3 separate regions of the Mus musculus genome follow, and all the other regions are linked to region 3. The links are chromatin contacts, called in public Hi-C and promoter capture Hi-C maps. All regions are on one chromosome and are shown on one strand. Each heading gives the region's core, a stretch centred on a gene start, on an enhancer-like site or on the middle of the called end of the contact. The rest is flanking DNA. Distances are from core to core; before and after follow the strand shown. Region 1 holds the start of Smg1 (SMG1 homolog, phosphatidylinositol 3-kinase-related kinase (C. elegans)). Region 2 holds the start of Vps35l (VPS35 endosomal protein sorting factor like). Region 3 holds the start of Eef2k (eukaryotic elongation factor-2 kinase).

Evidence for each region. Promoter capture Hi-C pulls out the DNA fragments that hold promoters and counts their contacts. Hi-C and Micro-C count contacts between places; a contact is called where the count stands out from the background.
Region 1: a Hi-C map of uterus shows a contact between it and region 3, with 3 times the contacts expected there. The contact joins the promoter of Smg1 here to the promoter of Eef2k in region 3. A contact is called at or near these places in 1 of 484 Hi-C or Micro-C datasets (uterus) and 1 of 115 datasets of contacts at active chromatin or transcription factors (large pre-B cells).
Region 2: a contact with region 3 is called in a promoter capture Hi-C map of hippocampal neurons, with 6 times the contacts expected there. The contact joins the promoter of Vps35l here to the promoter of Eef2k in region 3. A contact is called at or near these places in 2 of 39 promoter capture datasets (hippocampal neurons and pre-B cells), 1 of 484 Hi-C or Micro-C datasets (B cells), 2 of 115 datasets of contacts at active chromatin or transcription factors (astrocytes and large pre-B cells) and 2 of 9 other capture datasets (adipose tissue and liver).

What each region holds. Positions count from the first base shown.
Region 1 is chr7:118,241,453-118,245,263 of GRCm38.p6, forward strand. It overlaps Smg1 (SMG1 homolog, phosphatidylinositol 3-kinase-related kinase (C. elegans)), which reads right to left and starts at 2,185. Exons shown (of 63, transcript NM_001031814.1): 1 at 1,753-2,185. The coding sequence starts at 1,838. 4930583K01Rik (RIKEN cDNA 4930583K01 gene) reads left to right here and starts at 2,455. Exons shown (of 2, transcript NR_027879.1): 1 at 2,455-2,513; 2 at 3,276-3,811.
Region 2 is chr7:118,737,443-118,741,531 of GRCm38.p6, forward strand. It overlaps Vps35l (VPS35 endosomal protein sorting factor like), which reads left to right and starts at 2,829. Exons shown (of 31, transcript NM_027815.4): 1 at 2,829-3,333. The coding sequence starts at 3,233.
Region 3 is chr7:120,841,511-120,845,102 of GRCm38.p6, forward strand. Eef2k (eukaryotic elongation factor-2 kinase) reads left to right here and starts at 1,321. Exons shown (of 18, transcript NM_007908.4): 1 at 1,321-1,590. It overlaps Gm36449 (a long non-coding RNA gene), which reads right to left and starts at 2,001. Exons shown (of 2, transcript XR_378468.3): 1 at 1,089-2,001; 2 at 1-10.

The sequences.
Region 1 (3,811 bases), core at 935-3,434, 2.6 Mb before region 3:
AACCCACGTGTGCACCTCATCATAGTCGTACTCTCTATCCAAGAATTCAATCAGAGCTCATAGAAAGTTTTCATCCTTTCCCCATACACCCTCACTATGCCAAGAAACAAAAATATTTGAAACATAGGTGACATTAACTAACAACCTATGCACATATTCCTTAACTATATAAGCCATTCTGCTCTGTGTGTGTTTTTGTGTGTGCGTGTGTGTGTGTGTGTGTGTGTGTGTGTGTGTATACAGGTCATAATATGCTAAAATATAGTAGAATCCATTGTTTTCCGAGACAGGAGACAAGGGTTTATCTTGGCTGTCTTGGAACTCAGACCAGGCTGGACTCAAACTCTCAGGAAGCCACCTGCCTCTGCCTCCCAAGTGCTGGGATTAAAAGTGTGCACCACCATAGCCAGCTGTAGAATCCATTTTTAAATAAGAGCTCTATCAAAAGTCAAATTCAAGTTCATTTATCACCTAATGTGTCAGCTGCTTAAAATCAAACCTCACACATTTCAATAACAGTGAAATCAAAGCATGTCAATGAAAAGAATGTCAACTTGTTTTATTTAACGCACTGCACAAACCTTCATGCAGGGCAAGTCAAAGCGATGATTTTGCAAACACTCCTTATAACTGCTTCAAATCTCAAATCTAGACTTAGGCATTCGTTTTTACAATCATTTAGTCACAAACATCAGTTCTCAAGAGACACAATGTTTAGGAATGCACGTTAAACAAAATAAGTGTACCCCTATTAGCCAAAGAGCATTTTAATTTCTCTACCAACTCTTAAAATGTAACACACTAACTTCTAAAATACTCCACTTCCAAGCTGTTCTGAAATTAGGAGGATCTACTAGAAAGCAAGACCAACACCAAAAAGTGTACGCTTTCCATTCACGTGGCCATTCTGAACAACGGAGTGTACTTCAAAGAATACATCAACTTCTACTGAAAGACAGGTTTTATACATTTAGGAAGTCCTAGGCACTGTTAAAGCTCAAGTAGTCTCTGAATACTTGAAGCCTTTACTCAGCAAAGAATGGGAACCTACATTAAGTATAACCAGTCCATAATCAGAAAGAACTGACTAGAAATAGTTTTTCTTTCGTATTTTTCTCTTAATATTTTAAATCCAACCAGACTCCAATTCCTTCATGCAAAACGAAATTTCTCTACTCCTGAGAATACAAATTCACTCCAAAGCGCCCTGGGAAATTACTGTTTCCAGAAAAACTATTTCTGCAGTTGGGGAAAACTTAAAATGCCCCAGTGCCTGATTGTGTCGATTTCATTCACAGTCCCATAATCTCATCTTTTGGTCGACTAACATCCTGTCTAAAGTCAGAGGAAGACCTCGGTAGAGTTCTCAGCTTTTAAAATACATTAATTAACACGTGGGAGTCCAGAAGGACGCAGAGTTAAGGTGGTCTTTGGCATGAGGACTGGACGCGGAGCCGAGGAAGTTAATAGGTAACAGGGAGGGTTCCTGGACCTCAAATCTCAACTTGGAGTTAGACGGCAGTGGAACGTCCTCCTCCACCCAAGCTCAGAGCCACTGCTCCAGCCATCCGGCTGAGGCGGCCAGCCGGGCACAGAGGCCTCCGCTGCCCGCAGCTTTCCTGCCGGACCAGGCCCGGAGGACACCCAGGAAGCCGCGCCCGGCTCCAGGGACCGCGGGCCTAGGCCGCGCCTCCCAGTCCCGCGGGCCTAGGCCTCGGCCAGCTCCAGGCGAGGCTCGACGCGGTCACCCACCTGGGTTGCCAGTCATTCCAGCTCCGCGGGTACTTGGTGCCGCCGCCGCCGCTGCTCAGCCGAGACCCCGGGGCTCTGCGGCTCATTACCTTCCCCGACACGACATGGCCAAGCGCCGCCGCCCGAAGAAGCGCGAGTCGCCGCCTGAACCGGCCGCCGCCGACACTGCGATCTGGCCCGGGGCTGAGGAGGAAGCCGCGGAGGGGGCGGCGGAGGGCGGGGGAGGCGGACGGCCGTTCCGGGTTCCGCTGGAGCCCGCAACGCAGGAGCAGGAGGCGGGAGCGGCGCGGCGAGGGGGAGGCGGAGGCAGGCGAGGCGACGTCTCTTCCAGGGCAGCGCGCGGCCCGCGACGCTGGGGCCCAGGAGGACGAGGACAGCGAGGAGGCGGTGGCGGCGGCTCCTCACGCTCACACGGCCACGGCTTCCCCGCCTCCCGGCTCCGCCCGCCGCGCCGCCGCTGCCGCACGGCATGCTGGGAGCGAGGGGCGGTGCCGGCGCCCTAGGAGCCTGGAGAGGGGCGGGGCTCGGGGTGAAAGGCGGGGCTATTGGTCACAGAATATGGACTAGAGGCGGGGCTTATGACAGGGGTAGGGTCACCTAGGAGGGGCGGTGCCGGCGCGCCCCAAGCCTGGAGAAGAAGGGCGGGACTAGTTGGGGCGTGGTCTGTGGCTGCTGAACCTGGAGAGGGGAGGGGCGAAAGTCAAAAGGCGGGACCTGCTCGAGAGGCACTGGAGTTCTGAGAGCCTAGACTTCAAGGCGAGGTCCGCGTTCGCGTAGCTAAAAGGGGTGGGGCTTTGAGGAGAAGGCGAGAACTACTGGAGAGCAGGGACCCGAGCGGACCTCCCTGGGCCTCCTGAGCAGCAGCTCTGTCTGCGGGTGGTAGAGAGCAATGTGGACTCGTCGCGGGGCATCATGGGAGAGGGGATCTCCACCCCGGGTCCACACACGCCCTCCCATACACTCGGAGGACCGGCAGTCAGGTGTGAACAGGCGTCCAATGGAGGACAGGAGGGGGAGCGTGCCCTTGAGCGCTAATGCGCGCACACAGATGTGCCCTTGGCGCTCACGTGCGTCCACCTGCCTGCCACCGTCTTAAGGGAAAAAGTCAGAATAGTAAAATCGAGGAAGGGGAAGTGAAAGCGACACCTTTTCAACCCCTACCTGAAATGTCATGCAGTCCTGGTACATATTTTCCAAAAGTGAAAAACAACGCCTGCTTCCTGCCCCATGAACTGTGCTCTGTAATCTGGTTCCTTCTAGTAGTAAGAGGCCTGTTACCCACACTCTCCTGAAAGAATTCGATAAAGCACTGGGCACATTATGTGAACGCAATATACTCCTTTGTGTGCGTGTTTACATGTGAAGTACAGAGAACAACCTCAAGTGTTGCTCATAAGCCTCCAGCTACCATGTATTTTGAGGCAAGGTCTCTCTCTCACTAGCTGGCCAGAGAGCCCCACGAATCTTCTGTTTCCTCAACGCTGGCTTTACAAACGGTGACACCATTTCTGGCTTTTTTTCAGGTGGTTTCTCGTGTGTGCGGGGCAAGCACTTTAATGACTGAGCTATCTCCCTAGCTGCAGGCTCAACTTTAAAAATAGCCGAGATACACATCAAGCAAGTATTTAAACCTTTTCCACATAAAGTTTTTAGGCCATCCATCGTTTTGCCTCACAAGAGAAGTATGTATACATCACTTAAGTAATTCAAAATTGTTACCAAGGACATGGCTCAGAAAGTAGAATGCTCAAAGCAGGAGCAAGCACGAATCACTGGGTTCCATCCCCAGCACCCCATAAATGCAGCATGACGATGTGTCTGTAACCCTAGCATTCAAGAAATGGAAACCGGAAGTTGTTCAGGCTCACCTTCCGCAAACCTGGCCTACATGGGACACTGCCTACCCAACCCCCAAGAAATAAAACTATCACTAAAGTACTTAATTATCAGGCGATATCTCCCTATGAGTATATCCCTTACATTTTTCCACCATCTGATCCTGAGTATGCCCACAAATCCGTCAATGAAGGAGGATCCTGCTATTCCAAAAGACAATCAA
Region 2 (4,089 bases), core at 1,579-4,078, 2.1 Mb before region 3:
CCAGTCTCCGCTCAACTCCCCATGAAAGGCAAGCTCTGAAGGATGAGTAGAGCCGCTGCTGGTGGGAGAGCGCTCTCCTGGGGTCTTAGGGTTTCTATCACTGTGTGAAACATCATGACCAAAAAGCAAGTTGGGGAGGAAAGGGTTTGCTTATTCTGCTTATACTTCCACATTACTTCATCATCCAAGGGATTCGGGACAGAAACTCAAACAGGGCCAGAACCTGGACACAGGAGCTGACACAGGCCATGGAGGAGTGCCTTCACCCAGCCAGCTTTCTTAGAGAACCCAGGACTACCAGCCCAGGGACGGGGCCTTCCACAGTGGGCTGGGCATTCTCCCAGCCTGATCTTATAGAGGCACTTTCTCAATTGAGGCTACCTCCTTTCAGATAACTCTAGCTTGTGTCAAGTAGACATAAGACCAGCCAGCACACTAAGCAGGCACCAAGTCTGAGGTTCCACCCCTAGCACCACATTAAGTTCTAAAAACAAAGATCTTGGGATAGAATGCAGTGCAGCTTCTTTGATAACTGTAACAACATCCCTAAGAGTTGTGTCAGACCTGTCATATATCAGTTAAAAATAAGTTTAAGACCTGAGAGACGAGACGGCTCAGCTAAGAACATTGGTCTTCTTCCAGAGGACCCAGTTTGATTTTCAGCACTCAATGGTGACCTCCCAATTATCCAGCTTCAGGGTATCCTGAAATCCTCTTCTGGCCTCCACAGATATATGCATGATACAGCAACATACATGCAGGAAACACACCAATACATATAAATAGATTTAAAAATTGGATTTGGGGAGCCATCTGGACAAAGCGCTTGCTGTGCAAGCATGAAGACTTTCTAGATCCCTAGTGCCTGTGTCAAAATGGCAAAAGGTGTGCACCTGCAACCCAAATACCTCTGTGTGGGGATAGCGTTGACAGGCTTGCTGGCCAGCCATTCACAGCTTCAAATTCAAGGAGACAGACAGAAAGCCAGAGAGAGGGAGAGAACAAGAGAGAGAGGGAGAGAACGAGAGAGAGAGAGAGAGAGAGAGAGAGAGAGAGAGAGAGAGGAAGAAGGAGGAGGGGAGGGAGGGAGGGGGAGAGGGGGAGAAAGGTGTGCTGTCTCAAAACGTAAGTTGGAGAGTAATAAAGGAAAATACTAGCTATTGACCTCTGGCCTCCATATGCTCATACATGGACAATCAGACATGTGCACATGCCACACACACACAATTAGAAGCTGAGTGCAGTGTCCCATGCCAACAACCCTAGCACCTACCAGGCTAAGGCAGAGGACCAATACCTCCAGGCCAGCCAGGACTACAAAGTAAAACCATTTTCAACAACAATGTAAGCAAAGGAACAAAATGTTTCCATTTAAAACTGCTCTCTATATTCAGTGTTTTTCCATGGCCCTTCTCCAGTTTCTTTAAAAGATTCTTTTTTTTAGACTTAGTTATTTGATGTATATAAATATTTTGCCTGTATGTGTGTCTCTATACCACATGTACCTCTGTAGGCCAGAAGAGGGCATCAGATCCCCTGGGACTGGAGATACAGATGGTTGTGAGTTTGGGTTCTAGAAATCAAATCTGGGTTTTCTGGAAGAACAGCAAGTGCTTACCAGATAACGCATTTCTCCAGCCCAGATTTTACAGTTCTTTAGGGACACTGACAGAGATGCCACAAAACCATGGTCTTAGCATGTGGTAAGAAGAACCCTTTAGTTATCTATCCTTTCCAGAAATGTAGCCTGTTTTATGATAGTTCCCCATCATCTATTTTATACATAAGATGGGATGGGTTTGACGAATGTACGAAGGACAATTGGTCCCCTGCCTTTAGTGCCTCATAGTTGCTTCTTACCACCCAAACTGCTACCATTCTTTCAAAGGAACCACCAACAGCAGTGTCCCCTAGAATTGTACACACAACTATCCCAGAGCCACTGTTTTACAGTCCCCAGGCAAGTGGCATGCCCATTTACAGTAGATGCCCTGCTCTGTTATAGACCAGGGTCAGCGCTACAGAGAGAAAGGCTCTGAGAGCAAAGGCCAACCAAGAGCAGCCTGTCTTGCCTGCCTCACTAACTACAGCATCTGAGGTTTGCCCCGGAGACAGGGATTTTATAACCTCCTGTCACCTTAGCAGTTAGCTCAGTTTCACAGAGGAAGAAACTGGGACTCTGAAAATGTCAGTCCTAGTTAAAGTATATTCCGTTGCCTTTTCCAGAACGCATAAGAGGATGCTGCTCTTTCCATAAGGAAATGCACTTGGGAGTAGAACCAGGATGGTATGAATAGACAGTCTGCTAATTTCCCAGTCTTAATCCATTCTTATTTGAGTTAGAGTTTGACACTCACCAGCTTTGAGCATCAGTTTTCCAAAAACAAGTGATTAATGATAGATACTCCAGAAGTTTCTATTGAGAAGGGAGTGGGCAAAGTGCATTGAGTGCAGTCACCCTATCATAATTTATCCATGGGGGTGGGGTGGGGTGGGGCTTAAAACAGGAGCGCCAAAGTTCTGTGGTCAAGAACAGAACTTGCTTGCCCGTATTCGGACGTAGATTGTCAGTAGTGGGGGGAAAATGCCCAAAGTGTTCATCCTTACGAAGCATGAAGAGAACCCACACCAAACAGAATTCACTTCATAATCACTTGTGTCTGGCCCTCAGCAGGGATGGGTGTGTGCACTCCTTTTTGTCACTAGAGGGCGCAGGCGGGCCAAGCAGCCAGTGGCGTCTTACCCCTTACAAGACTGGGGGGCGGTGTGTGTGTGTGTGTGTGTGTGTGTGTGTGTGTGTGTGTGTGTGTGTGTGTGTGTGAATGGGATGGCTCAGAAGGTAATGGCATCGTGTGTGTGTGTGTGTGTGTGTGTGTGTGTGTGAATGGGATGGCTCAGAAGGTAATGGCATCTAGTGCCAAGCGAAGAAAGGACCAACACCTGTCCGTTATCCACTGACCTCCGTGCACATATTTACATAATACGAATGGGATTTAAGCAAGGCGTGGTGATGCAGGCCTTTAATCCCATCATTCGGAGGCAGACGTAAATGGATTTCTATTAACAAAATAAAAAGAAAAAATAAAATCAAGGCCGATGACGGAGCTTGGGTTTTGCCGGGCCATTGCCCGATACAACTGCGGAGGATCGGAATCCGGAGGAAGTTGCCCCTCACAATCATGGCGGATGACGGAGCCCGGGATCTTCAGAGCGGAAGCTGCCCTTCACAATCATGGCGTCTGGGGCGGGGCCGAGCTTCCCTGGATGTGAGAAAAGGGGCTGGACGCGGAAAACAGGCGATCATGTGACTGGGAAGATGGCTGTCTTTCCCTGGTAAGGAAAAACCCGCTAGTAGGCTTCGGGGAGGGCTCCTCTCAGTGGGGGTGGGCAGTCCTCCTTGTTGGGATCGGTGGCCTCCGTCCCCGCCCGGGCTGTCAGGACTACGGAAGAGCAGAACCGCTGTCAGTACTCTGCTCCTCTCCTCTGTTCCGCAGCTCCTTCACTCAGACGGACTCCATCCAAGGCTTCCGCCTCCTTGGGAGACGTTGGCACGCCTGGGAGTTCTGGGGAAGGGGATGAATTCGCCCGGAGTCTGCACCTGGGAGACCTGGTCGCTTGTTCCTTGAGCTCCTTAGACTTTCTCATCTGTAAAGTGGGACCATTCACCCTACTCTATGTAGGGTCCCCAGACACGCTTCTTTACCTCGTTGTTCAACGTAGTAGAACGTATTAGAGAGAGGACACGCCCAAAGGAGAGAGGGGGCAGTCAGTCAACTCCCCTGGCGGCTTGGGTAGACTGCAGAGAAGAGCCTTCAACTGGGTCTTGCAGGATGCATACGAGCTCACCAAGCAGGAAGGAATAGTGTGTACCCAAGTGACTGGCATACGGGCCTTTTTGTGCTTAGAAGTGAGGTGACCTTTAGGTTGTCACAGGTGATTTGTGTCGATAAAGAACCCACATAGGATAAGCGGATGATAATGTGGTTGGACGTTGGAGACCTTGCATCTCAGGGGCAAAATTTCTGCGTTTGAGCATGAAAGAAATTTGTAGCGCTAGGCCTTGAACATAACCAACATCAACCCTCTGGC
Region 3 (3,592 bases), core at 71-2,570:
CCAGACAAGCCTGTGGCAGAATAGATATTATGGTGTTTCTCCTGTCAGTAAGTCTATTAACAGTTGCTTTATTAAATGAAATAGATCACACCCTTTCCTAACTGTGTCCCTGGGCAAGATACATTCTTTATAAGTCTCAGTCCTATGATCTGTACAATACAGCTAGTCGTGCCTGCATACCTTATATAGCTGACTGCAGCTGGATGGACAAATAGCTCAAAATGTGCAACTGTTTAGATTTTTACTCTAAAGTATACGGTGAGATATGACCTCAAAGTACACATGCCTGCCTCCACTGGTTTTCAGTCTTTACATCTTCCAAGGGCTACCTTCCTTCCATGCACTGCACCAGATTTGAGTTTTGAGAAAGGGCTTCACCATGTAGCCCAGGCTGGCCTTGCTTTTCTGGGGACTGCAGAGGTCTACCACCATGCCCAAGTTCCCACCCATTAAGCACTATGTGCCAGGCCCTAGGCTCAGAGTTAGGAATACTGTGATTTTTCCCTCCAGAGAGTCCAGGAAGGCTTGACAAAGATTTTTCTTTTTTGTTTTTGTTAAGACAAAGTTTCTCTGTGTAACAGCTCTGGCTGTACTGGAACTCCCTCTGTAGACCAGGCTGGCCTTGAACTCACAAAGATCCTTCTGTGTCTGCCTCCTGAGTGCTGGGATTTGCCACCACCGCCCGGCCCTGATAAAGTTATTAATTAAAAATTATAGAAATAGTTGGAATTGTCAGGTAGGCCGAACTGTATAAATTTAAACCGAATATATGTTTATATACAAATATTAAATTTAAACAAAAATATATAGGTTATATATTAAATATTTACATATACGTGTATAATTTTCTATACTTATATTTATAAATTTATATGTAAATATTAAATACATATGTGCTTACCATGAATTTGGATTCTTTATGAGTTTTTAACACAATTTTTGTTGTTTTGCCCCCTCCTGCTCCTTCGTTACCCCTCCCTCTCTTGAAAGTGTTAAATTTCTTCAAAATTATGTCATGAAATCCTTAAGATTTCCCTTTTTTTTTTTTTTTTTGAGACAGGTTTTCTCAGTGCAGCCCTGGAACTCACTGTGTAGACGACCAGGCTGGCCTTGAACTCAGAAATCCGCCCGCAGTCTGTCTTCCAAGTGCTGGGGTTAAGGGTATGCGCCACCAGACACACAGCATGAAATCTAACGTTAGACCCAGGTGTCTAGGAAGCGTTCAACAGGCGGGGGAGCCAGAAGACAACACGGCGGCTGCATGGAGGTGATGGCCACCCGGGGACGGCCACGTGAGCCCGGGCGTGCGCCCCGTGCGTCAGTCCCGCCCCAGCCCTGGTCCCAGCCTCCAGCCTCCAGCTCCAACCCCAGCGGCAGCAGCCCCAACTCCAGCCCGTGCTCGGCTCCAGCGCTCCGACGTCTTCAGGCGCCCCACTGCGGCTGCGGGCCTGGCTCTCTGTCGCCTGCGCTTTGTACCGGGGATTCTCCTCCCTCCCTGCACCCTGGAGCGCCCGGCCGCCAGCCTTTGCCAGCTCCTTGGGATCCTTGCGGCCGTGGGCAGCAGCTGTCGCGCCTGCCACACTGTGGGAGGTAGGTGACGGGAAGATGGGGAGCCCGCGCGTCCCGCTGCAGCAGCCCCCCGAAAGGCCACTGGGGCGCTTCTCTGGTTGCAGAGCTTCCCCCGAGGCTCAGTGTTTGCGTCTGTAAGGAAGGAAAGAAAGACGTTGGCAAGCGGTGAGCGCAGTTCTGGTTGCACCAGGCAGCGCACGCGGGCCTCCGCCCGGGTCTCCTCTGTGCCTCGGCGAGCCCGCCTGTCCCCCTGAAACGCCCAAGTAACATTTCCCCTCGCCGGGTTCCCCACACTAGAGGCCTATGCGGGCCTCAGTTCTCGGAACCTCGAGGTCTGAGCTGCATACGCCCTTGCAGCATTGTTGGTTGAGGGAGTTGGGGTGTTGGCAGGCGTTGGAGACTTGTGCGCCAAGGGGCTGAGCATTCGTATGCAGTTGGTGGCGCGGGGGCGGGGACCTCCTGGGTGAGCCCTGGGCCAAAACTAGCTAGTGTCGGCTAAGGGGATTGCGGGAAACCTGCCCAGCTGCGCCCTGTGTGTGACTGATCGCGTGCGTTTCGGAAGAGTGAGATCTGACTTGGGAATTCTCCTTGGGGGAGTATTTCTGCGTCCTCCGCGATGAGGCGCTCCCTGGCTTGGGACCACTGAACAGATATTACGGAGGAGAAAGCCGAGGTCCAGAGTGGACCCCAGATCCTCAGAGGCCAGGTAGGGAATGTAGAGTAAGTAAACAAGGATTGTGAGTGTAGGGGTTAAGAGTGAAGTTTTGGGAAGACTTCCCGGGGAAGGTGCTGTTTGCTCTGTGAGGAGGACGAAGCCAGTGGAGGGAGTGGGTCCAGGCCGTGTTCAAACCCCGACCTTAGACAGCTAGCTCTTCACCCCTCTCTGCTGCGGCAACAGTTCCTGGGAAAGGAAGGCTAGCGGGGAGCGACTCCTTTGTTCCAAAGAACTGGGTTCTTTTGAGAGTCTGAGCGCGTTAGGCGTGACTTTCCTGAATGGCTCATGCCACGCTGTTTCACAAACATAGTATTTTCAAACCTTTTACCCTGCACTGATCAGACTCGCCCCAAGAGATCTTGTCATCCACAGCTGGCAGCTGTTAATTCCCCCCTGGGAACGGCCTGTAGGAACCTAGGGGTGCACGGCAGGATCGAGTTGTTTTTAGGGTTCCTTCTCTACCTTAATTTCTATTGTGAAGGAGAAAAACTTCAGGATCAGGCACAGCAACCAAGTAGCAACAGCCTTTAGGAAGGCTTTAGTTGGTGAGAGAGGCAGCTGCAGGAATCAGTTACCTCCAAGTCCCAGGGTGCCACCGGGTCTACACCTGGGATGATCCTGGGTTTGAGCCTTAAAAGCTTGTTGGATGAGGGCCTGTGGGGGGGTGGGGGAGCATGGCCGGCTCAGAGGGTGAGAACACTTACCTCTGAAGTGAAAGGGGAAAGAGCTGTAAGATCATGGGGACTCGGTTGCCCTGGCTGAGTGGCTCACCCGTGCCACACCATCTCCTGGGCATCCAGTGTGCTCTTCTGACTTCCACAGTCACCTTCGTGTTCACACACACACACACACACACACACACACCAAATTAAAGAGTATCTGACTAAACTCTTGCAACCAGGGTCTACAGGTACAGACTACAAGGCTTCGGAGAAAGAAAAGGGTTGAGTCAGTCGCTGCAGTACGGTAACATTTCACAGGCTGAAGAGTCAGAGGTGAGTGAGTGAGTGCGGGGCTGTGGTTCTATCAACAGCTGCCCCCTGCATGGCTTGCTTGCCGGCCTCCGATTGCTGGACCACACTGGAGTTTCCTTGAGGAGCTCTGCGGGGAGGTGCCCAATTTGCATTTCTAAGAAATTCTCAGGGGAGGTTCCTAGCTGCTCCTGGGTGTTCTAGTTAAGGAAATAGAGACTACTGTTAGGCAAGTCACTGAAGTCCTCCGTTCCTCAGCTTTCTCCCCAGTAGAAAGAAGCAAATAGCACCTGCCTCCTGGGAATGGAAGGCAGCTCCGAAGGAGGGGCTGTGTCAA